Regions from separate parts of the Zea mays genome. Here all the other regions are linked to region 1. Evidence: chromatin contacts called from public Hi-C data. All regions are on one chromosome and are shown on one strand. Each heading gives the region's core, a stretch centred on a gene start, on an enhancer-like site or on the middle of the called end of the contact. The rest is flanking DNA. Distances are from core to core; before and after follow the strand shown.

The links. A called contact is a pair of places that touch in the nucleus more often than the background predicts.
Region 2: a contact with region 1 is called in a Hi-C map of ear, with 2.6 times the contacts expected there. The contact joins the promoter of LOC100284054 here to the promoter of LOC103650122 in region 1. A contact is called at or near these places in 4 of 25 Hi-C or Micro-C datasets (bundle sheath, ear, leaf and 1 more).
Region 3: a Hi-C map of leaf shows a contact between it and region 1, with 4 times the contacts expected there. The contact joins the promoter of LOC103650125 here to the promoter of LOC103650122 in region 1. A contact is called at or near these places in 6 of 25 Hi-C or Micro-C datasets (bundle sheath, endosperm and leaf).
Region 4: a Hi-C map of leaf shows a contact between it and region 1, with 2.1 times the contacts expected there. The contact joins the enhancer-like site here to the promoter of LOC103650122 in region 1. A contact is called at or near these places in 3 of 25 Hi-C or Micro-C datasets (ear, leaf and tassel).

Annotation. Positions count from the first base shown.
Region 1 is chr3:58,177,226-58,183,766 of Zm-B73-REFERENCE-NAM-5.0, reverse strand. It overlaps LOC103650122, which reads right to left and starts at 3,814. Exons shown (of 6, transcript XM_008675776.4): 1 at 3,422-3,814; 2 at 2,679-3,058; 3 at 316-626; 4 at 139-198. The coding sequence starts at 2,980.
Region 2 is chr3:57,767,584-57,774,124 of Zm-B73-REFERENCE-NAM-5.0, reverse strand. LOC100284054 (pre-mRNA-splicing factor SF2) reads left to right here and starts at 3,698. Exons shown (of 14, transcript NM_001156952.2): 1 at 3,698-3,856; 2 at 4,746-4,838. The coding sequence starts at 3,854. LOC103650121 (a long non-coding RNA gene) reads left to right here. Exons shown (of 4, transcript XR_563923.3): 1 at 1-1,118; 2 at 1,444-2,126; 3 at 2,196-2,282; 4 at 2,504-2,836.
Region 3 is chr3:58,509,308-58,515,848 of Zm-B73-REFERENCE-NAM-5.0, reverse strand. It overlaps LOC103650125, which reads right to left and starts at 4,272. Exons shown (of 1, transcript XM_008675777.3): 1 at 1,793-4,272. The coding sequence starts at 3,682. The coding sequence ends at 2,069.
Region 4 is chr3:58,453,160-58,459,700 of Zm-B73-REFERENCE-NAM-5.0, reverse strand. No RefSeq gene overlaps it. Among protein-coding and RNA genes, the nearest start is that of LOC103650125, 55 kb to the left of the region's middle. Within about 2 kb of position 4,025, at least 13 of the 20 cell types and tissues checked have an H3K27ac peak or open chromatin away from gene starts, as enhancers often do. A contact at or near this core is called in ear and leaf, where this site is marked.

The DNA of each region.
Region 1 (6,541 bases), core at 2,565-5,064:
GTGTCACAAAAGCAACGTTTTTCTCACAATTGAGTGAAGAGCTAATTCTGTCTAATGGTGTACCTTTGCTAGATGCTATGTTTTCCATTTTAACTTCACTGAAAAGTTTGACAAGATACCAGATGGGTACATTCATACCTGTGCCACAATCGTCATCAACTAAGAGATCACCGGTTTGAACTCCCTTATTTTGTTTATCTGCAAAATATTGGAAGAAATGTTGTCATTAAAAACGAAACCTGGTGCAAAATTAACACAAACACGGATAAATTGGTGTCCTATCCCTAAAAAAAGAAGACAAATTGGATGCCAGACCATGGTAGTATGACAATATCTGGTGCTTGTTGATGTACAAGGACGCATCCACACTGTCCTCATGCCTCTTCCTCTTTCTCCTCTTCATGATACTGTTTCCATGGCCTTTATGAATCTGCATCGATTCTGACATAGTACCATTTGCTTTGCTTGCTGCCTGTTGTAATTCATTCTGTTTCTTGATTAGAGCAAGCTCCTTGTCATACTTCGATATTTGAGATGAAAGCTCCCTCATACGCAACTCTAACCAGTGGCATCTCCACTGAATTGGACGAACAGAATTGCTCCACTCAGCCATCACCTTTTTCCTTCTGAAGAGTAATCACATGTCACAAAATTTGTATAAAAATTAAGCATGTTGAGTAAAACAATACAACAAGATATAATAAGAATATAGGAAGTACTCCCTCCATTTCAAATTATAAGATGTTTTGAATTTTCTAGATATACAGTTTTTGTTATCCACTCAGGTATACACTATGTCCAGATAAATAATAAAATCAATATATCTAGAAAAGCCAAAACGTCTTATAATTTAGAACAAATATGGTAGTTGCTTGTTCCAATTATATTCTAGTCATACCCATAAATGACAGATAAGCTAGCACTTTGAAGCATTCATAAGAGTAGCTCAATTATCGGTTTCCTTGTTCATGACTACACATTATAGTTTTTTTACTAAATCATGTATATGAGAAATAAGCATGCACAAATCAGAACCATAATTTAAAAAAGAGGCATAAGAATAAAAATATACAATGTCTACCGACAGGCACAAAAGGAATGCATATTGGTCTACAACAATAAAAAATCATCAATGTTGGCTTGGGTTAGCCATAAAATCAAAGCAGGGTGAAGAAAGTGGCACCAAGCATCTAGCATTATATGTGACAAGCGGATACAACAGAAGTTTAGGAGCAAGTTTTATAGGACGGCGATTAAACCTGCTATGTTGTATGATGTAAAATGCCTACAAAAATATGTCATGTTCAATACATAAATGTTACAAAAATGTGTATGTTGTATTGGATTTGTGGCTATACAAAAAGGGGTCAAGTCCAGAATGATGATATACGTGATAGGCTATAGGTAGCACCAATTAAAGAAAAGCTTCTCCAACACCAATTGAGATATTTTGGACATTTCCAACAGAGACCTCTAGAGTATTCAATACGTAGTGTCATACTAAAGCACGATAGTAATGGAAGGAGATGCAGGGGAAGTCCGAAATTGACATAGCAAAAGACCATAAAAAAAGACTTGCAAGTATGGAATGTACCTAAAGGTTTAGCCTTAAATAGAAGTGAATCGAAAAAGCTATCTACATGCCTGAACCTTGATGTGTGGCTTCTGTTAGTTTCAACTCTAGCCTACCCCAACATGCTTGTAACTAAAATGCTATATTGTTGTTGTTGCTGCTGGCTTGGGTTTGAATCCCAAGCTGGAAACTTCTTTTCCAAATACAGACTGTCATGTTTAACATATACCATGTAGTAAAACACCAAGATGAACTTTTCAGAAAGCTAAAGAAAAAGGTAACACTGACAAAAGGACTTTCTAACCAGAAGGATATTGGTGTTCTGTGTCAATATGTAGTGTTTTGATCTACTACTGGATTGACAGACATATGGTCACCCATAAATCCATGACGATTATCATGGAATTAATGTACCTGGTAGCTGAAACAAAGTCCTGGTTGAACAAGCATAATTGTAAATTCATAATACTTCTGAATAAGATGCCATTTGCTTAATTATCTTTCTAAATAGCTACCTGACAAATAGAAGATCATAGGAGTAACCAGTAATTACCTTTTCTTATCGTGATAAGCATACTTAGCATAAGTGGCACGGCATTTCTTAGGACAGAACATATATTTTTTTCTGGCTGTTGCTACCTGCTTCTATTTTTCAGAAGAATTGGTCAGAAATTATACCTGTCCTAATCTAAGTGTTATTATCACCTTATAAGTTTTTAACATTTCATATATAAATGACAAACGAAATGTAGGCCATAAAAGGAAAATTTCGATGAGAAGGTACAAATCAATAAACATACAAGACACCACATTACGTTACTGAATCATATCTTTCTGTTTTAGGTACATTGATGATCCTACGTTTCTTGTCGCTTCCGCAGTCAGGATGGTGCAATAATTACAACATAGTATAACAGTTGAAACCCTACTACAACCTTCCGTTTTGTCAGCAGGGGCGCAGGAGAGAAAATCAATCACTGAAACACAAAAGCACATAACAACCTAGCATAGTCTTACACATGTTCATTCTTCCATGTACCAGGAGTGCACAATAATGACATAAGTAGCATTCAGGGCATGCGAAGAACTACTAAGGATGACTCACCTAGGGGGTTTTGAGGGGCCAACACCATTGGCATGAGCAGACAGGCTAGAATTCACTTCTGGTTCACCATTGTCTGCCTCACCTTCAAATCCAGAGCAGGTGTCACCAAACGAGCTCGAGCATTCAGTGGTATCACCTCCCTCGTATTTCACAAGTTCAGTCCCGACCACCAGAGGGCCACCATTCGTGCAGACAACCTCGGATTTCACCACCACCACGCTGTTTTGGTTCTTGGAGCCACCGTCGCCCTCGTCCTTAGTATCCATGGCTGTAGGTAGAGCTGGAACGGAAGCCGGAGCCATGGCTCGCCGCTGATGCGTCAGGCCAGGTCGTCAGGGGCCCTACGCGCCCACACGAACCCCACCAGAATTCCCCCCAATCTTCCTCCAGAAGAAGACCATGCGGGCGGACAGATGACGTTCAGCAACGAAATTCGCAGGGGTAGAAGAGAATCAAAGGAGCGCACTAGAGTGGTCGAAGACTTCGCAAGAAAAAAGATCAATTCTGCAATAGAAAACCCACGGATTGGTAACAGAACCCTATAGAACCGAAGGAGTCTTAAGAATCGTCGCGAATGGGCCAATGGAAAATACAAATACTCGACCAGGCAACGAGGGAATCCGCGGAACACTCATACGCAAGACGAATCTGCAACCACAACAAAAAGACGCAAAAGAACCCGCAAGAACCTGACAAGCCATGTCAATCACGCAGGATCAAACCAGCGGGGGGCGAAGGCTTACCGAGGATCGTCAGATGGAGAATCGGGCATCAGTCCGGGCGGATCGCCATGGCGGAAATTTGTGGGAATCAGGATCGGGGGCCGGGGCACGATCGCTCGGGTCTGTGGCTCAAAAGTGGAGGCGAGGGCGAGGAGAGAATTTGTCAAAATGGGTCTCCTCGTTGCCGCTCTAAAAAAAATCTGGTTCCCTGTTGTAAAATCTGTCGCCCCACCTGGATTTTGTTACATCTGACGTATGGGTCCAAGCAGCGGACATGCCTAAAATAACTTGACTGTTAGGCTCTCTTCCGTAGGGCTCCTTCAAGGACTCATTCAACGATTTCTAAAAAAAATCTACCAAATGAAAAGTTTTTTATGAACTCTTTATAAAAATATGGAGGACTTTCTAAAAAAACAGCAGAATACAGGAGCCAGAAAAAAGAGCTTCTATCAACTCATCTTCCACGTTTTTCTCTTCGTTGGCGCTACATCGTATGAGAAGCTACCTAAGGAGCTATATTTTCAACAAACATGGTGCTCTTTTAAAAGTTATTCTCAAAAATAAGGCGAGAGTTGTTTTCTTAGAGAAGCCAAAACCAGGGTTGAAGCTGGCAAAGAAAGAGCCCTACCAAACAGGGCCTTAATTAGTTACCTCCTGACGCCTCGATTCAGATTATACTGTCTCTAACACATCGCATATCTCATCCCTTATTTCAAATTTCACTCTATAAAAAGTGTCTCCTACAATACAAATCATCTATTTTACAAGGTCTACTGCGGACAGTCTCAAAAGATGAGAAGGGAGCCTCCCTACGGATCTCTCTCCCCTCTTTCTTTAGACATGAAAAGGAAGTGTTTGTCTTCACCAACGCTTCACCGACCACAATTACAAACAGGGTACATGGTATTGAGTGCATTGATCTAGCCAGGGAAAGCCTATAATCTTGATACAGTTGTATCCCACATCATTGTACTCACGTGGTGTTGTGTAATTTCTATTGACTTCTTGTATCCTTTGTGATGAGTGTATCTCTCTTCTTAAAACCCCATAGGGATTCCTTGCACGAAGTTACACCACGTCGGCTCAAACTCACCGCATTATGTCACGACGCCGATCTCTGGACCATAAATTTTCATCAAATTTAGCTAACAAAGTCGTTAGAGTCCACGTTTGCTCCTCCCTCTCCAATGCACTACGCCCCGCAAACGAGAGGGCGACTCCCTCACATGGATTGCTTGGTCTTCATCCTAGCGTCGTTGCCACTCAACAAAGTCAGGCTCGCCGCCGCCGCGGCGTCATATGAAGAGAAGGAAAACCGACCAAGGTCAAACACTCCATCTCCCCGCGTCTCCCCGAGTATCGTGCCCTAACCCCATTAGAATCTAACCCCCATTGGATCCAAGTTCTCAAGGCGACGCCGAGGGATGAGGATGTGATGCGATGCAAGGTGGTGACACACATCAAGGGCGACGAGATTGAAAAGGCATTCACCATGATCCATGTCACCGAGCGCGTCCCGATGACCTCAGCTACTACAAGGTGATGCGACGTGTCCTCTCTTGCTCTCACATGCTCGATAGGTCTGTTTGTTCTCTTGTTTTCATGCTGACTTGACACACTAGGGACTAGGTTGTGGTAGTGTGGTTACGATGCGAGAGCGGTCAGATCTATATGTGTTTATATCTAGTGATAAACTAAATAAGTGGTTTTGTGGGAGATTCAACCTAGATGTGCTTCCCCTATGTACCTCCCAACTTCTGAAACATATAAAATTGGTCCAATTCTTTTTGTTTTTTTTATTTCCTGGGTGTTCTGCATTTTCAAACAATATCTAGCAAGATATTTACTTTATTCCCATTGCGAATCTAGAAGTCTAGTCTTTTGTACCTTGCGCATGTTTTGGTTATAGATAAAACATCAACATGTGTTCACGATTAAGAGTTCTTTATAGGCTAAATGCATACGACCTGTTTGAGGTGACAATATTTGGTGATGGAAATTGTTAGGACACCAACTTATGCCCATTCTATTTCAGTATTTCTTGATACAGCATAGCAATAACAAAGCCTTATTATCCTAAGCAACTTCTCAAACCCATTCTATTTATTCAATAAAATTAGATAATCTTGTTAAACTCTTAATCATGCTCATGTGCTTGTATTTTGTCATGTAGTTCACTCTCAGACCTGCGAACACAAGGTTGACTTATTTCTTATAGTTTGGGTTGATGATGAATGATTATCAACATGGGTAGTACTTTGGTGTAGCCAATGGACTAACCAGAGTATGAGATTATGTGTTGTGTAACTATGTCTCTCGGCTTGTGGTGTGTAGGTGTGAAGCATAGGCAAAGTGGTCGATGGTGAAGATGAAGGTCATGCAGGTTTGTGCTGATGGATGGGGAGTGTTCACTTATTTTTTATTGCTGTGAACCAAGAACAAGGCAACACAATTGTTAAACGTTAAAGATCTTCATCCTTCGAAGCATTATTTACCTTCGGGTATAATGAGTCTCGGACGAAGGTCATGAAGAACAGGTCTTCATCATTCATAGATATAAAAACATAATTACAAATGTAACATTATGTCATTTACTAATTTCATATCGAATGTACAAACAATATTAAGATATACTTTATATATTAACAAATTGATACACAATGCACATTACATTGATACCATCGGCTTGCTCAAAGGTAATGGCGTGAATACAATTCCGATCTAGTGTGAACTGTACGGGGGCACCGTTCATCTATTTATAGGCAATCGTACAGCTTCGTACGATATTACACTCATGCCCTCAAAGATTACATATAAAGTTTACAAATGTCATAGAGATATCATTGCCATTTGCTCCTAGCAACTCGAATAACAACTTCTCCTTATGTTGCCTTCCTGCGTCAACGTGACGAAGCTTCCTGGTAATGAAGCTCCTGTAACACTTAGAAACATGCTGATAACAAATGGTTAGCCGTGTTTTTTAGGACCTTTAGAAAATGAAGGCCCCCAACAGTAGCCCCTCACAGTATTAGTTTGTTTTCTTTGTAACAAATTCAGACTGCGAAACGAATGAAGGTCTTTAGCTGAAGGTCCAAAAAAACACCTTTCCTTCGCTAGAATAGCAAAACCTTTTGTATCGTA
Region 2 (6,541 bases), core at 2,449-4,948, 410 kb after region 1:
ACAAATTATACAATTCTCTTAATCCTGATCCTCAGTGTATGTTCCTTGATTTCTAGGTGTCCAATATCGAAACTGAACGATCTCGAATGTTGACACCCTGTCGTTTCCTACCATTTCAGGTGGTGTGCAAACCTGGTAGTCTGAAGACATACAAAAAGTTCGAGGCGGAAATATATGTCCTCACAAAGGATGAAGGTGGCTGGCACACTGCCTTTGTCACAAATTACAGCCCCCAATTCTACTTCAGGACAACTGATGTCACTGGAAGAGTTGAGTTGCTTGGGGAGATGAAGATGGTTTTGCCCGGTGATAATGTAACTACGAATTTTGAGTTGATATCACTTGTTCCTCTTGAACCTGGTAACGACTGCATTCTCAATTTCTTTCGACAGTATAGAACTATAGATCAGGTCTTCTGACAACATGTTGTGCTTCGTGATGCCATTGCACGCTCCAAGCTACTTTTTTTCATTGAATACTAAAGAAATTCATATTGGATAGTCAACTCATGCCTTTGATGCAGGGCAAAGATTTGTGCTTAGGGAAGGAGGAAGACCGGTCGGTGTTGGAGTCGTCTCCAAAGTTCTTAGCTGATCAGTTTCCACTTTCTTCTCCGTAGCAATTCAGTGAACAAACGAGTGTTGATATGTCCGACCTGGTTAGAAACGAGCGCAAAGCATCGGGTTTTTTTTTGCATTTTTCTTGGGATGCCTGAGCAAAGGCAGAGCTGGCTTGGCCAGTGGCCACCATTTTATTGTTGAGGTGTGGTGCTGTGTAACACCACGATTAGTTTGGTGCTTTTCTTTTGTAGTTTTTACATTTTATATATAGGTTTAATTTAGATCATTAGGTCTTCATATAATCTAATGGTGAATATTTTTCTCCTTTTCTCGATTAATCTTGAGATTTCAGTACCCTCTCCGCGCACGTGGATGCTTCTTTTGACTATGTTGTATTAATATAAATATATACATTCCTCGTTTGCCATTAATGACTTCATCCTGTGCATTCTCTCGATGATAAACGCAGGTTTCTGAAAGCCAGGAAGTTCGATTCCAACAAGACAATGCAAATGTGGTCAGAGATGTTGAAAGCCAGGAAGTTTGACTATTTTTTGGGTAAGAAAATATGCCTGAACATTGTTTAATAATGAGATGGGTCCAAACAATTGTACCAGTGTGCCGGAAACCCTGAATGCCAATAGTGCCTTCTGTTCCTTCTGTTTTGGAATAGCGAATATTGAGTATGATACATAAAATTTGTTATCTTAATGCCAGGAACATATTTGATCACGCCATATGTACATTTCCATTAAGGAAGTGTAATTTATTTGAATCGAGAAAGAGGGCACATGTAATAAAATTCAATATTACTATTTTACATCATTTACTCCTGTGACCTACTATGTTAGTTATAATTATGATAATATGCTTTATTTTTCAGCATTGACCTGATTCTCCAAGGGAAGAAGCAATTTGACATGGATCCTCCCGCCGGCCCCTTTCGGTACTAAAGTGAGGTGCCCTGTAATTTAGCTCTGACTCTAGGGATCATACCAAGTATTTGGTCAGGTGAAGAGAAATTTGCACAAGTGTTACTAATATTAATATCATAAACTACAAAGTATTTGATATGTGCATGCTTAAACTGCATTGTCTCAGTCTTGTTCTAGATACACCAGCAGTCAACCATATACATGGAATCTGTAGTATAGCTATTTGTCACTACCTTGTCACTTGGGAGCATTGAATTAAATACCAGTGTTTTATATATCAGGTTCTGTTCTTCAACCTTGGGCATGCCCACCCATCCATACTGAGTACTGACACCGCTTGCATTTGGTCTAGATATGTGTGGAAGTTCTTGATCCCTCACCCCCTTCTATTTTTATTTTTTTCTTTCCAGACTTTCTATGCTACAAGATCTGAACAATATAAAGTACCACCTTAAGAAAACAAGTATATTATTTTGATTTTGCATACCAGATTTTTTGTGCTGCAAGATTGTACATTTGTTAATTCTGAATGTGTTGCCTGCAGGAGGACCCGACTATGATTGAATCCTACAATAACAAGAGAACATCTGGCTGATCTGGTGGTGAAGGAGTTACATCTACGCTAACCATGGTATGTAATAATTGTGCTTATTTTTCCATCGCGCTTTATTGCGGAGGATGAACACGATGTTGCTTGCAGGAGGAACCGACTATGATTGAATCCTACAATAACAAGAGAACAGTTGGCTGATCTGGTGGCGAAGGAGTTACATCTACGCTAACCATGGTATGTAATAATTGTGCTTATTTTTTCATCGCGATTTATTGTGGAGGATGAACACGATGTTGTCTGGTTTTGGTTGCAAAAGGATTAACCGCATGAGTGCCCAATTTACTCACAATACTTTGTGGTAACAGAAACCATTGCCTTGACTGATTGTTATAAAAGATGTTTAGCTGTTGTTGATTAGCACTTGACTAAAATATTATTTTGTTGATTTTGGGCAGCTCAAGGTCATTGGTGATGGTGGTTATCCAAACGACCACTATGACAAGGATGATCATCAATGAGGCCTTGTGTCGATAATTATAATAACAACTTTGTGAAACATGGTTTTGCCCCATCTTTGCAGCATCATATTGTCCTATAGTATTGTAATTGATAAGTGTTTGAGCATGAAGCAGGTTAGGTGGTGTTCTACACCTACGAATTACGCAATCACATATAGATTGTTTCTATGGGTTTTTAGCCATGTACTGTAGTGAATCTTTATTACTGGCATACAACATCTCACAACAGTTCTAATAATGAGCAATAAACTGATATGTATTTACTGGTTTGGTGGTAAGCTTGAAGTTTGCCGAGTAATATGAGTTTAGGCTCAAAAAGCTACCAGAACCTACATGTTATTGTCTGTGTTACTTCATTTGTGACTAGATGAGTGCCTTTGCGTTGCAAGAAGAACATTTATCATGAAGAACATTTATCATGATAACTTATGTACAAATGAGTTATAATGTTATAAGTTATCGTGATATATGTTTCCGTTGCAACGTACGGACACTCACCTAGTAGAGATATAAGTGCAAAAGATTGTAATATAGTAAGGAATCTATATGCCTAGACTATAAATAGTGATATAGGGTAACCTCCACTGCGGATAGCCTTAGGGTGTGTTTGGTTTGGCTTTTGGCTTTGGCTTTTGCCCCCTAAAAGCCAAAAGCCAACCAAAGGGCTGGATCTAGGAAGCAGCTTTTTCTAAAAGCCGACTTTCTCGTAGTGCAAAACTGAAAGCACCCCTGGACCTGCTTTTAGTGGCTTTTGGATGGAACTGTGAAAACATATATCGAAGAACTTTTAACGACTTTTAGTGGTTTCCACCAAACGATTTTTAGCTTTTTAACAGCACACAGCCTACAGCAGCTTTTTCCACAGCTCACAGCCCACAGCAACTTTTTCCACAGCCACAGCCCAACCAAACAGACCCTTAGTATAGGTCAAGTAGATGTTATTTGTTGCAAAGGGTGAACAAAAACGGCCCATCAGACCACCGCCGCTGAAACCCATGGCGGCCCACGAGGCCACAGCACGCCTGCAGCCTGCAGGCTGCAACGTCGCGGTCTACCGCACGAATCTCGAAGCGTCCCGCACCCACATTTGCCCATCGCCAGCTATATCACCACGACCACGGGACTCCTGTCGCAGGTTCCAGTATTCCACCACGCGGCGTCGCCTGCCGAACCCCGAACCTTCTCGAGGTCGAGGCCCCTCCCCTTTCGCCAGGAGGTGCGCACGGCACGACTAATCTCCACACTCCCCACTAGCTTTTCTTCCCAGTTTGCTCCGATTTTGATTCCATGGTAATCGCCGCCTGTTCCTCTCGTCGTCTCGTCCCTACCTTTCCTCTGATTGCGTGGGATCTCAACTCAATCTCTCCTTATATAGTTATATGTAGCTGTTGAGTTCGTTCCGGTTTTGTTTGACGATAGTTGAGTAGACCCCTGGCAATCCACCCTTGCACGGTTCTTTTAGGTTTTTTGTTCGTCATTTGCAGCTGCCATTCTGCCTAAATTGTTTAAGCGAACCTCCTCCGGGGCTCTCTTTGTTGAAGTTCGCCACGGTGGCCCATGTCAGTGTGATGTAAGGTTGGAGTTGGAGCTGCAATGACATAAAACATAGAAGCCTTGATGCATGATTGAATACGGTACATGTTATTATGTTTGAAATACCCGTGTAGTTTGATTAAGCGCGTATCAGTAGGTGACATACAGTGCAGATTTGTACATTTTTTTTAACACATAAAAGGCAACTAGAGAATATGTTATAGACTCATAGTGCTCTTTGTTACAATTTCTGTTGAAGCATCATTCTTTCTTGGTCAAGGTCTCATGGATGCTGCTACTTCATTTTTTTTAATAATGCTCGGCATATAGTCATAGGCCACCATGTTCTTCCTGTTGTTTCGATTTTCGACTAGGATATTTTAAATGAAATTCCGTGTCTTGGTATTACCATGCTGTTGTTTTGACTTTCGACTGGGATATTTCAAACAAAATTCTGTCTCTTGCTATTACCATTGTATGACTGCCTCCTTAGAAAATTGGTGTAGGGTTTTAGGTAAATGACACATTCTTGGAGAACCATATTCTGGTGACCGTACTATCTTTGGCATGCTAAAATTTCGTTGTGTTTGCCCCAGCATTTTCCCATTTTTGAGACAATGATGTACTTACCCGTGTTTAACTGCAGAAAACAATGAGCAGGCGCAACAGCCGTACCATCTATGTAGGCAATCTCCCTGGGGACATCCGTGAGAGGGAGGTTGAGGATCTCTTCTACAAGGTGGATTGCAATTGTTTAACGTGTACCTTTCTTCGATTTTTCATTTTGCAAACAAGTGTTGGTTGGTCAGGGCATATGCTAATTCCTAACAAGTCAGTAACATTTTCTGTCTCAGCAAGACAGCAATTTCAGTATCCTATTAATGTGAGAATGTAGTATGGAGCTGAATGTTCACATTTTTTATTTATGATATTAACTAGCATAAGTCTATCTAGCATTCCCTTAGAGCATCTCCAAAATCTTATTTAAAGTCTTCCCTAGCTTAAAATTCTTGGGAAAAACAAAAAAACTAGCCTTCAACAGCTTCCCTAAATCCTGCCCAACTTATTGATAGCCCCAAAACTCCCCTCATTTGTAGTTACTAATAGGGAGACTTTTGGTTCCTCCAATACTATTTCCTACTGCCACATCACCAGTACTCCCGCCACTACATTGCCATTTTTGTTTCCGGCACCCCATCACCACTACCTACGTCGTCCCATCGCCGACCCATACGTTGCCGGCCATCCAACGCCAGCTATTCACCGTCAACTGGCTCATTGTCTACGATGCCCCTTTGCCACCCTGTCCCCCAGTTATGCTCCACTACCTACCAGCTACAACACAGTGGGAAAAAATAACGTGAGAAAGATTACCTAGGTCAAAGATGACATAATGCTCGAATGGATGCGGGCATTAAAGATGATCTGACCTAGTTTAAATTATTTTTGGTATATATTTAGGGGAACTGTTGGAGATTAAAAGAAAATCCACTCCCAATAATTTTTAGGCTGCTCCCAAAAACCATGTTGGTGCAGCATTGCCTGGTCCCAAGTCCATGTACAAGTAGGAGGGTTGCGTGAGGCGTGGCAAGCAAGCTATAAAAACTTAGCCACTCATAGAAAACTGTTGGGGCATAACCCTCTTAGCGACGTGCCATATCGGAACCCGGGTATGGTGTTAAATGGGAAAGGGCCGGGCAGCCAGCCCCTTGGTGGCGCGTCGTGTCGTGATCTGGATGCGGTGTCAAGTGAGCAAGGATCGGGTCGTCGCTTCCTTAGTGGCGCGCTACATCGGCGCCCGGGTGTAGTGACAAATGGGCAAGGGTCTTCGCATCTGTCTCAACGGGTGCAAGGGGTAAGGAAGCTAGTTGAGCCGGCTAGGATCCGTGTAGGTAGTTGGAACGTAGGGTCCCTTACAGGTAAGCTAAGAGAGTTAGTCGATGTAGCGAGCAGGAGGCACATTAGTATCCTATGTGTGCATGAGACAAGATGGAAGGGGCAAAAAGCGAAGGAGGTGGAGAACACTGGTTTCAAATTTTAGTACTCAGGAACAGTGGCAAACAAAAATGGAGTATCCTGATTGATAAGACCCTTAAGGATGGAGTGGTGGACGTCAAAAGGCAGGGAGATAGGATTATCCTAATCAAAATAGTTTTGGGGGATGTAGTCTTGAACATTATAAGTGCATATGCCCCTCAGATTGGTCTCAGTGCGAGCGAGAAGAGGAAGTTCTGGGAAGACTTAGATGGCATGGTCAGAGCAATACCCACCAATGAGAAGCTTTTCATAGGAGATCTCAATGGTCATGTAGGTTCAACAAATGCATGTTATGAGCTGGCTCATGGAGGTTTCGGGTATGTTAGTAGGAATCAAGGAGAGGATATTTTGGACTTTTCTGTAGCCTACAACCTAGTGATAGCCAACACTTTCTTCAGAAAGAGA
Region 3 (6,541 bases), core at 3,023-5,522, 330 kb before region 1:
CAATGATAGTGGACTTGGAGGATGCATATCACATGGATATGAAAATTAGCGCATAAGGTAAGTTTTGGTCTTATGAATGATAATGTGAAACAAGGAAGCAATGTCTAACTGCATGCAAAATCACGAGCATGAAAGAAGAGAACCACCTCTTCTTTACTTATGTTGGACACCTTGTCAATTGTCGTGTGCAATAAGGACCTGTAAACATACTTGTCCTAGCTAGGACAAGGGAGTTCAGAGTGGTAACTTCTTGTAGATGGCGAAATTGAGGATGTAGGACGTATAAGTTTTTGCAAGAAAATTTGGTAATTATCTCCAACAAGGTGCCTCAAAATAATGCCATAAAAAATTAAAATATTACATCATTTAAAGTGTTTAGGGCTCTAAAAACAAATCAAACTCCAATACTTAAGCCCTAAATCATGTATTTTAGAAAGTAAATTACATTATTATGAAGAAAATGTTGAGAATGATGTACAAAAACAATGATAGGGCACTAATCTAGGGTGTAGTACATTTGCATCGCTTCATGGTGTGTCCTATATTTTTTATAGAAATATGTAAAATAGAACATTGTTGGAGCTATTTTTTATGAGTTGAGGTCTATATTTCAAGATAGAGCACTAATTTAAGACACTGTTGGAGATGCTTACACCCTAGATTAGTGCCTATCCTTATTTTCTATATCATTCTCAATATTTTTCTTTTCTAATAATGTAATTTACTTTCTAAAATACATGATTTAGTGCTTGGCTGTTGGAGCTCAATTTATTTTTAGTGCATTAAACACTTTAAATGATGTAGTGTTTTAATTTTTTAGGGACATTAATTTGATGCATCTTGTTGGAGATGCTTGATTCCCACGTCTTTAGATAGGTGAAATAATGTGGATCCCATCGTGCATCCTAGGTGTTATCCTATGAGTAGGGACGCAAATAGTACAGATATTATCTATTTGTATTCAAATTCGATCTATCTAAGAGGGTTCAGATTCAATCTATATTTAAGTCCGGGTATTCAGTTACTGATCTGTATCTGATTTATATACATATCTGTACACTCAAAGTTGGATATTTAAGATGTTGATATTCATTCAAATCTTATCCGATACAACTCGATAATATCTGTATCCGGCTCGAATCTGAAGAGAAAATATGAAAACAAATATGGTACAAGTAATATTCGTCTGTACCCGATCTGATTACATCACTGCGTCAAAGAATTCTAGTCCAAATGTAAAAAAAGAATCAACGTATAAAAACAAGTAATTATGTTTTCACCAGTTTAATAATATGATGTCCCTTTTTTATATGATGTGTCATGTTAGGTAATTTAAACATGAGTATGATGTGCAATGAGTTTCTGGATTCAAGTTTACATAAATCTAATAAATTTATCAAAAAAATCGAGACTATTATAGGCTCATCATTTAATAAATATATTTGAAGTTGGATGTAATGAACAAATACATCTATTTCTCGAAAACATGGTTAGAATGCTAAATAAATCCTCTCAAATAAAAACTAATCACGTCTAAGTTTCCTTTCCCATCAACCTTGCCGAGCTGCCATTGGAGGATCTTCTGCTGGAAAAGGCGAAAAGCGTCAATTGCTCGCCGGCGGCCCGGCGCTACGCTGGGAACTTCTATCCTCTATAGCAGCCTTGCAGGTACGCGACTTCCGATGCCAAGGAAAGACATTCCTTTTATCACCAAGGAAAGACATTTGGTACGGAGCAGCCTGTCGGCCTGCGCCATGCCGTCTCAGTTTCTGTGCGTGCGGTTGTACCAAAATCGAGAACAGAAACATCGATTAGGGTTCAACAACATGCATTATAGTCTGACCTGACAGCTACACAGCGCATAGTATACTATGACTATGAACATGCTACACTGAAACCCTGACATTGACTACTACAATGAAAGAAAAAACCCTGAGACTTGAGCACTAGTGACCTTTTGTCCTAGAGAACTGCTGCTGTTAATGATAGAACTAAAGTTTAATTTGCTTTAAAAAAAGAACAGCTACTGGCCGCTCCCAGTAATGGAATGGCAGGGCGCGCACGGCAGCTAGTTTGGGTGGCCGGCGGTGGACGGGCTGGGGCTGGACCCAATCGGCTGCTGCTGGTGTGCTGCGAGCGGCGACGCGCCGGTGTGGTGGTCGACGGAGGAAGAGTTCGCCTCGGCCATGTCGAGGTCGACGTCCTTGTGGCGGAGCATGAGCAGCAGGCGTCGGCTCTCGATGCGGAGGCGGTCGTTCTGCAGGCGGGAGCGTTCCATGTCGCGCTCCTTGCTGGCGCGGAACCGCTCCCACTTCAGCCGCTGGCGCTCCAGGTAGTACGCGTGGGACTCCAGGACGATCTGCTGCTCCTCCACCTCCACCGCGCGGCGGCGCACCCAGCTCCTGGCCTGCTGCGGGTCCATCGCCGCGGCGGTCGCAGCCGCGAGCTCGCTCTTCAGCTGCCGCAGTATCGCCGACGGGTCGGGTGCCGCCGCCGTCCTCGAGCGTCTCCCACCGCCGCCGTCCGCCTCGTCCTCGAGGTCCTCGGACGCGGCGCCATCCATGCCACGCCCGCGCTTGCCGCGCCCGCCGCTGTGCTGACGACTTCTGGGGCGGCGGCTGCGGTACACGGGGCCGTCCTCCTCCTCCTCGTCCTCGTCCTCGTCCCCGTTGTCGCTCATGGCATCGTCGCTGTCGTCTGCGACGTCAGTGGAGGAGTCCTTCATCCCCTGCGGGGACGGTGCCGCATGCTGCTGCGCGTGGGCGTAGCGAGCGGCAGACGAGGCCGCGGCGGCCACGGGCGCCGGCGGCGGGTGGTGGAGGCAGGCGGTGTCGCCCGCCGCGCCGCCGCCGCCGTGCGGCGGCAGGTTCGAGCCCGCGGCGGCGATGCTATTGTGGTAGGCGCACATCTCGCGGAAGAAGAGGTGCTTGGAGCTGAGCAGCTTGCGCGCCTCGTTCTTGGCCTTGGGCGTGAGCTCGTCGATGGCGTCCAGCAGCGCGTGGTTCTCGACCACGCGGCAGGCGCGGCCGCGGCCCAGCAGGTCGACCACGCGCTTGTAGCGCTTGTTCAGGTCGTTGAACTTGTCCTCGCACTGCTGCGGCGACACCACGAAGCCCTTGTCCATCATGGCGTGTGACACCGACTTCCACTTGCCCTTCTTCTGCTGCTGCGCCGCCGCCGCGTGGCCGGGGCCCGCCTTGGCCGCTCCCCCGGCGCCGCCAGCCGTCGCCACGCCCTCGCCGTCGTCCCCGACGCTGTACACCACCCTGATGAGCAGGCGCACCATGGCGTCCGTCCACTTCATCCTCGTCCACGGGCACCCCGCCGACGCCAGCTGCTGCTGCTGCTGCTGCTGCACCACCACTCCGCCCTTCCCGCCGCCGCCGTTGCCCACCATTTCGTCGTCGTGACCCACCGCTGCCGCGCTCACCACGACCCTGGACGACGACGTGTTGGTGGAGTAGGGCATGAACGACGACGGCGGCGGCTGTTGCTGCCTCACCGCCACCGGCGACGGCTGCTGCAGCTGGAACCCACCGTTGTGGCTGTCCTGCTGGTGCTGGAACGCGGCGGCCTGGTGCATCCGCTGCTGGGCGAGGTGCATGTCCAGCCCCAGCATTGCCCCGGACCCCACCACGCCGCCCCGCGGCGCCATTCCTCCTCCTCCGTCGCCCCTCTCCATCGGCAAACCGCCAATCTCTACTACCAGGTTCTAGAAACCACTTGGCACTCCCGCTCCTGCTGCACGATGCGCCGTGGGAAAACGGCAGCGAGGTGGGTGTTTTTATGGGGTGGACCGATGGAGGCTGTGTGGGGCGATCGCCGTCGGTTTCGCCCGTGCAGCTGCAACCGCCTCCGGGCGCGGCAGCGGCAGCGGCAGCGGCACGGGTACTCGGTTTTGCCCCCGTGCCGTGCGTCACCGTTTCCAGCGGTGGGAGCCCACAGTCCCGCAAAACCGCCTGGGATCCCCTGCGCGGCGGTGCTCCCCGCTTGGCGGTGTCAGGTGTGCACACAAGATCCGATACTGCCTGTGGAGGACTGGACTGCGAAACAGCCATCCTGAGTGGGCTGCCCCTGGTTTTGGTTTTACCGGAGTTCAGTTTCTTTTGAGAACGCGATTACAGAAAAGACACCACTGTTGGCTGGACCTCTGTGGTCGTGGTCGCTATTTTTTCATGCAGTGGTCAACCTGCAAGTGACAGTTACGTTGACCTTCTAAACCCTTTGTAGTAAGGTTTTGCAACTGTTGCTTCACGGCGCGTTTTACATGCGGTCTCACGTAATTTCAAGACAATATGCATAATACTTGGTTTTTTAAAACTTGTTTCGTGCTAATTCATAATTTCTTAATTTATTATTGAGATAAAATTAGATATCGTTAACTGTATAACAATAATAACTTATACGATAGTACTATAGTTGTTTTATAATCTTAAATTTTAGTCAACAAGATGGATTTTTATTAGAACAATGATCTTTTTCTCTTTTCTCTTTCTTTTTTTCTCCACATCAGGAAAAAAAACCCATGTAACATTAAACTTTCCTTCACAATTAAGTTGTAGTCGCTGTTCGCTATGCGACCTGTCCCAACTTCTTTTGATAGCATGATGAATATGAAATCTTCCCTCCGGACTCCTACATTTGGACCGACCAAAAAACTCAGTGTATTTCTTTTAGCTAATTTGAAAACCCTATTCTCTCAAAAAGGTTTACAATTTCCCAAGCGAAATTAGTTCGCTTTTTTTGGGAAAATAGAAATCTCTTGAGAAAATGTAGTTACCAAACTAGCCCTTAGGGGATGTGTTTGGGATTGCGAGTAGAGTTTTTTTCTCAGTTTGCAGAGAATATTGTGATATTTGAGATACCGTGGTATTTTTTGCCGTACAGTGTTTCGTAGCCTCTTCAAAAACTGTGTAGTCAAAATTGTACTTTTGGTCATACTTCAACATTTTCATGGTTTTGGAAACTTCGGTCCATACCAAAGTTTTCTCTAGCGCGTGCACTCTGTTTTGAATTTGAATGGAAGAACTCTCTTCAAAAAAACTGTCTCCAAACAATCCTTTGTATTTTAAACTATGGTATTCTAAAACTGTTTTAAAAATACCATGAGTATATCATGACATTCCAAAACCTTGGTATTTCAAAATTGTGGTTTTGATTTACTCTCAAATAGGGCCTTAGTTTTCCCAATTCTTTGTTAGCAGTGTTGGTGAACTCATCGTTTTTGTATCTAGATGAGACAGACATAAAGTTTCATATTACCTCGCTAAATAAGCTTACACTTTAAGAATGCTTATTCAAGGAGAGTATACTCACCTTACATATGTTTTTTGTAATATATTATGGAGTTATAGTAGATGTTTTGAACCATTATTCATTTTTGCTGCTATTTTTGTAAGAACCAATACTGCCATACTTGCTTTAATGGCTTGGATCATTAATTTTAGCTCTAGCTAGACCGTTCGTTTAGGGCATGTTTGGATCCCAGAAGCTAAAGTAAAAGTGACTCTAGTCACTTAGGAGCTAAAGATCCAAACAAGAAGAGTTACAAGTGACTAAATTGCACATATATATCTTCACGTTTGGATCTTTAGCTCATAAGTGAATAAACTTTAGCCACTTTTACTTTAGCTCATGGGATCCAAACATGCCATTGATATGTCATTCACGATGGCTATGGTTAATTATGGCACGGTTCGGTTAATGAAAAAACATGAGATGAAGGGTAGTGGTATATATCTACATCCTTATCAGGGAAATAACTAGATGAGACAGACATAAAGTTTCATATTACCTCGCTAAATAAGCTTAACACTTTAAGAATGTATATTTTTAGCGAAATGGCATGCTTATTCAAGGAGAGTATACTCACCTTACATATGTTTTTTTTTGTAATATATTATGGAGTTATAGTAGATGTTCTGAACCATTCTTCATTTTTGCTGCTATTTTTGTAAGAACCAATACTGCCATACTTGCTTTAATGGCTTGGATCATTAATTTTAGCTCTAGCTAGACCGTTCGTTTAGGGCATGTTTGGATCCCAGAAGCTAAAGTAAAAGTGACTCTAGTCACTTAAGAGCTAAAGATCGAAACAAGAATAGTTACAAGTGACTAAATTGCACATATATATCTTCACGTTTGGATCTTTAGCTCATAAGTGAATAAACTTTAGCCACTTTTGCTTTAGCTCATGGGATCCAAACATGCCATTGATATGTCATTCACAATGGCTATGGTTAATTATGGCACGGTTCGGTTAATGAAAAAACATGAGATAAAGGGTAGTGGTATATATCTACATCCTTATCAGGGAAATAACCCATACCCACGACTACACAACAGGCCTTTGGAACCGTTATATTATTCCTGATATCCTTATATTAGTTACGATTTAATTAGAACGGTACTAGAAGGAGATTTATAAGTGTTGGTTCATAATACATGTAGTCCTAATGACACCTTTAGTGCCGGTTGGTAATATCAATCGGTACTAAAAATTCAAAGCCTTTAGTACTTGTTGGTGATAAAAATCAGAATT
Region 4 (6,541 bases), core at 2,776-5,275, 280 kb before region 1:
AATAACAAAATAACTGGAACATAGATATGATAAATAATTATCCCAAATCCATGTAAAGCAATAGCAAACTACCCAAGTGATTCAGGGGTAAACAAGGTAATGAGATAAACAATCTAGGGTAACCTATTGGGTCCCATCAAAATTAACCTATGCATGAATAAATGATATTAAAGAACATTATTGGGTAAAACGTGGTCAAGGGCACAACTTGCCTGGGACTTGAGATTCCAGGTACCAACTTGCTCTTCAGATGACACATGTCCTCACGCTAGTCGTAGCAATACAAACAAACATGGTATAGGCAAGATTAACATCACACCAATCATAAGAATAAATTGCGTAATAATAATCTACGCGTCACTACGAGATCGTGGGATCGAGAACTACTAAGATCGGAGTCATGGTTAAGGAGTTATGATTTCTCGAAGGTTTTATGTATTTAATAAAAGATTAAGTACTAGATAAATTTTAATGAGACTTTCATGCCAAAACAATGGTACTATTCGATAGATAATAATATTACAAAAATTTAGGAACTGGAATGGACCAATTTAGAGTTCATATGAATTTTCTATGATTTATTAAAGTTCTAGCATTTATTTTTCTCATTAAAATCATTTTCAAATTTTATTTATCCATTTCTTACGACTGCACAAATGTTCCTAAGATTTTCACATTAGTTCTGGACTGGGCCTCAAAAACGGAGGAACACAGGGGCTACTGCACAAATGTTCCTAAGACTTAGAGAGCCAGCAGTAGGACTGCGGGTTGATACTGAGGAAACGCAGGGGCTCTTCTGTAAAGATGACGGCCGAAGGGGTAAGATCTAATGTGAGCCGCACGATCTAAAGTCTATGGCCTAGATTAGATCGCCTAAAACTGAACCGGTATGCAGCCATAGCCCTCGGATCTGAATCCGACGGTCACAAATTAATTGATCGAGATCTGTTTCGAGCCGTAGGATACCGATCTGACGACGCAGAACCAAACGCCCCAATCGGTACGCCAGAACTAATATGGGCCGTCCATTCTTGGATCCACAGCCCCGCGCTACCCTTCTTCATTCCGATCACCAGAGCGACAGCGCAGCACAGAAGCATGGCGGAGCATCGCCGGCGGACACGCAATCCGACGCTCGAACGCCCCAAACCCAAAATTGACCGGTGCTAAACCTAGAGGAGGTGATGGCGAACACGGAAAGAAGATTCTCACCCGCGATTGAAGGAGTAGCGAGCTCGTCCAAGGTTCGGGGCGGGTCCGTGACACGAGCAGAACGCCGGTGAGGGATTCCGGTGACACCGACGGTTGTTTCCTGAATTCTAGGGCGCGCATGGCTCCCCAGTGGTTCGGTGATCACCACTGACACGCTATTCAGGCCTTAGGCGGTGGTGCGGCGCGCGACGACGATGGCGGGTACGACAGGGACGCGCACGAGCTTAGGCGGCTGGGGGTGAGGGCTTGGCGAGCGCCGAGCGCCATGGCAGGTGAGGTGAGGGGCCCGAGCCGAGGAGAACATCGACGTTGGGCAGAGGAGTAGGAGCAGGGCTACCCCACGCAGGAGCACCCGCGGTGGATCCATGGCGGTCGCACGGATAGGGTGCCCGGTCTTCCTTGTTGAAGGCGATGAGGCGATGGTCCAAAAAGGGGGGTCACGACCTCGTTTTATACACGAGAAGAGTCCGACCCGGCGCAGATCGAGGAGCTGAACTCCACCGTGCTAGGGATTTTGTTGCACGCGCGGAGCTCGGGGGTAGGCAACAGGAGAACCGGAGGATTCCAACGACCGTTCTAGAAGAAGCTTCTGCCACATGGGACCCACACGTAAGTGAAATACCCTGGCGCTCACAGTCATGGGCCAGGCGGGTAACACACTGGGCCGACACCCAGTGGTTTGGCTGGGCCGAGGACAGGGAAAGGGGCCCAATGTTTTTAGTAGAGCTTTTTTTATATTTTCTAGCTTTCTATTTTCTTCCTTTTCCATCTCCTAAATTTATATTCCTAATTTTTGGTTTGAAATTTGCACACACACAATTTGAAATGCTCAAGCAAATAAAACTCCAGCATGAGATGCAAGGTAAATTTTATTTATTTATTGGTCACATGACTATTTTAATATTCTTAAATGATTATAAAAGAAAGGTGCCCTAATAATTTTGAAAGGTAAAAAAACCTAAATTATTATCATAAATTTATTTATTTATTTGTTTTTTTCTTATACCAAATTTTGGGCATTACACCGTCTTAGCCCAGGCGTGGACCGTCTGAACGTACGAAGAGGAGGAGCCGCTCCTGCGTTAGGTCGTGGACCGTTCGGTCCTGTGGTGCGGACCGTCCGTGTCACCGCTAGATGGTTCATCTTAAGGTGTTTGGTGTCCAGATCGGTGCCAACAATTTATAAATACCTTTCAAAATTGAGCGAGTAAATATTGAAAATTGTGTCTTATTGTTAGCAGACACACATGTCTATCACCGGAAGATTAAAATTAGGCCTTGGCGTCGACGGGTACTACTAAAAAATAACATCACTAAATCAAGAAAATGCAAGCGCACTCATGGCAATTAGAGAATTTAAATTCGGATGGATAAGTTGCACCATATGATATCTAATTAGCTGAGGTACAATTAATTCATAAGTTCATGGTTCCTATGAATATAGTGGGGAAAGTTGAACGGGACGACCTCGTGGGTATGACCTCATTTTACGCAAAAAAAAAAAACATTGAGAACGTGATTTATAAGATTCTTTCGTACTTTCTACTTTTCTACGACGTGAGGAACCAACTGATGAATGAGTTCCACGCCCATGACGCCCAATTGGAACACCATGCTTGGAACGTGGACACAAATCTCGTATCAATCTCACAGGGAGCTATTCGATGCCGATGGAATTAGCACATCCGAACTTTTTCTTTACAAACGTGAATTAAACCTATGCATACGCTTCTAGAATCTAGATCCAAAGCTAAGCAAAAAATATATATAAATTCATGGATGCTAGGCAGACTAAACCAAGGTGGTTTAGAGAAAAAGGCTAAGGAAACCGGTCATGATTGGTTTTCCACGTTCATAACCATTGGTTTTGAGCGAAGCGTGGAATTTGAACTTGGAGAGAATCGAGGGAAGATAAAAAAGGTAATCATTTAGATCACACGTTAATTTATTTTCTTTTCAAAATATATCAACCGATGTAGTATATATACTCCTTCAGCACATACACTTTTTGTCGTTTTTTGAACAAGGTGGAGACAATTTTCAAAAAAAAAACACGCACTAATTATCAATAACTTCAAAAGCATTTAGTTTTGAGGCACTAAAATAACAAATATTGAATAGTTTTTTAAAATAAACTATAAACAAAACTATTTAACGAAAATTATTTTTCTAGTAAGAAAATCCAAATGTTATAATTAAAAACCTATCTATACACGCTGTTTACATGCACGTGTCACTATAATAATTGTACACATAATATAATAGAGAAAATATAGATACGATTTTGTTTGGATCTCCTAAAATTGATTAGCAGAGAATCCGAATGGTTCGATTCTTTGCAATTCGACCATCTCCTAAAATTGACATTTATTCTTACAAATCTATCCTGCTATTCTGAGATATTGGATGTGCCTGCAATATCTATAATCAATGTCTATAAAACACACTTCATTTATTTTTTTTGCAAAATCTAGATTTTTACAATAACTATGGAGAATTAATACCTCATAATCTTTAGTATATCTAAACAGACTTATAGTGTCTCCTTTTGCAAAATATAAGGACCCTTGGCCTTGACGCCTTGTGAAGTCATTTGGCCTAGGATCCTTTCTAAGCGGGGCTGCTGAATTTATTTCAAGGCAACAGTTGACTATCCATAGTGAACCACCATAAAGAAAGGGAAAAACATATAATAATAATAAACCGCTAGTGGTATGGACTGATGGCGAATTCTTTTGCATACCTTGGGAGTTGGGACCACACCTCTCTCTCCTTTTGCCCCGTTGAGTTGACTACTTGACCATGATAGCTAGCCACGGTTTTGCAGCAAAACACGTCGGCAAAACCACTAACCACGTGTGCGAACGAACCTAGGGGCGTGTTCGGCTGGCTACAAGCCGACACTGTTGCAGCTGTTTGGACTGCTGCAGCTGCAATCCATAGAGAGAAAAATACTGTAGAAGCCGCAGCCGCAGCCGGATTGCAGCCGCAGCAAGCCGCAGCGAACAAGCTGTAGGTTGTACTTAGTGCTAGTGCTCGGAATTAGACCGAGTTAGACTAGTCTGGCCTAAGCCTATCGTACTTCGTGCCAAACAGGTAAGTGACAGCCTGAAGTATAAAAACAGTGGCCTAGCATGGCCCTATACAACGCCATGCCTTGGTTGGGCCGTGCCGACCCAAGCCCGATCGACATAAAGTCTATAGCTTACTAAACTAAAGATATTAAACAATCCTAACATCATTCGATCACATAAACTCCAAATATCACAACAATATAAAGTCGGTACCTTATTAAATTAAAGAAATTAAATAATTTGGGTTTCATTGGGCCGTGCCAGCCCAAGCCCGGCCCATCTGTGCGGGCCGTGTCGGGGGCTCGGCGGGCCGGAATTTGAGGCCTCGCTCAGGCCCGCCTTCGGGCCGTGCTAGCCCAGTCCATATTATTTCATGTCGGGTCATACTTTGGGCTCCTATTTTTGGGGCATGCTTGGCTGGCCTAAAAAGCCCAGCCCATTTTCTGAGCACTAGTTGTACTCCCTCTGTTCATAAATATATGACATAGTTGACTTTTTAAAAACTTTGACCACTCGTTTTATTGAAAAAATAATGAGTTATCATTTATTTTTTGTGGTTTGTTTTATCACTTAAGGTAGTTTGTGTTTGACTTCAAATTTTATATTTTTGAATAAGAAGAGTGGTCAAAGTTTTTAAAAAAAGTTAATTGTATCATATATTTATGAACGGAGGTAGTACTTTGCATATCAATTTTTGTGAGTATTTGCAAAAAGGTCCTATGTGTTTGAATATTTTTATAATCTTGTGGCTTAATTTCTGTAGTATTCCTAATCTACTTATTATTACTATCCTGGACGGGGACCAAGCTAGCTTTTTTGGTGTGTGTCTGGGTGTCCAAACCAATAACCTCAATATTGTTACCCGTTAGATAATTGAACAAGAAACATAGGACATGCATTTAAAATGAGAATGTGCATTATTAAGCCATGTTCAACAATTATTTTCGTTGCAAATCATTTATAAAATAAATGTTGCAATTGTGAACTCGATAGCTCCACATGATGCTCTGTTGGATCATTTACAACATAAAAACAACTTTAATTTGACGCACGATTATATTAACTCAATCAATTGGTGCTACGTTTGAGAATGAATTAGATACTCATGAGGTCAACCATTCTCTATAAGTATGTGAGGGTTCCTAACTTTTGTTTAACTTTTTTGTATGCATGAGTTTTGTCTTTTACAACATGTTTTGTTAGCGGAAGCGAGCCATACAGAACCATCTAAAAGCAATGTTTTGTCTTATGCATAGAATAGACATGTCCGTTAATGGCTCATCCCCTCCACATGTACAAACAAGTCTTGCATCATTCCTTCAAACCCAATTGGACGACATCGTGCATGTATAACGCCTCTACGAGCGAGCACTATGAAAAAACCTAGAGGGAGTGTATCAGCGGTGACTCATGCGACATCAACAAAGAATCATCCAAATCTATATGTAGTCAAGTCATGCAAGTTTAGGTGATTCTAAATGGGGTCACTCCCTAAACAAAACACATTGTTAGTGTGTGTGTGATAGAGAAGTGCAAAGTTTGGTATATTTCTTCAAACATAAAAACATGTAGTGATCTTACATGTTATTCCCTATCTAGCATAAATAGAATGTTTCTGACATAAGTATATCACCATATGTGTCATTTTATATGCCTACACAAATAAATTAATCCATCATAACATTAAAAGGAGTTTCAAAACAATGTTAGTTGTAGTAAATGGCACAAGAACTTTGCTACCCCCAGGCCCCAGCTAGCTCCATCCATGATCCTCAAGTCAACATTCATCATTGCATCATTGTCATCAGGAGTATATTCTTCATCGACCATTTCATCTCCCTCCTAACATCGGATGTTGCCAGCAAAAGGCCATGCCGTGAGCTTGATTTATAAGGCTGGTTGTAGCTGGAGTTCATCCTAGAAGAGTAAGTGGAAATGATCAAGGAACGATACAATGATGAAGAATGAAGATAATTATTTTCTTTCATGGGAGCTAGTCACAAGTATAGGAGTAAGTTCTTTTTCATTGTAGGAACGACACTGACAACAAATAGGAGCTAGTTCTATCAATACATGACTCATAGTGTCATCAATTATGGACATCATGATAGCCTAAATAGGAGTAGCTAGAACAATATTACCTCAACAAAGTATATTATATGATGAGAAAAAAGCATGTCACATCGATACAAAAGTATAAAATAACACAGGAGGCAACAATTTATAGATTCATTGGCCGCTAGTAGTAACTATGG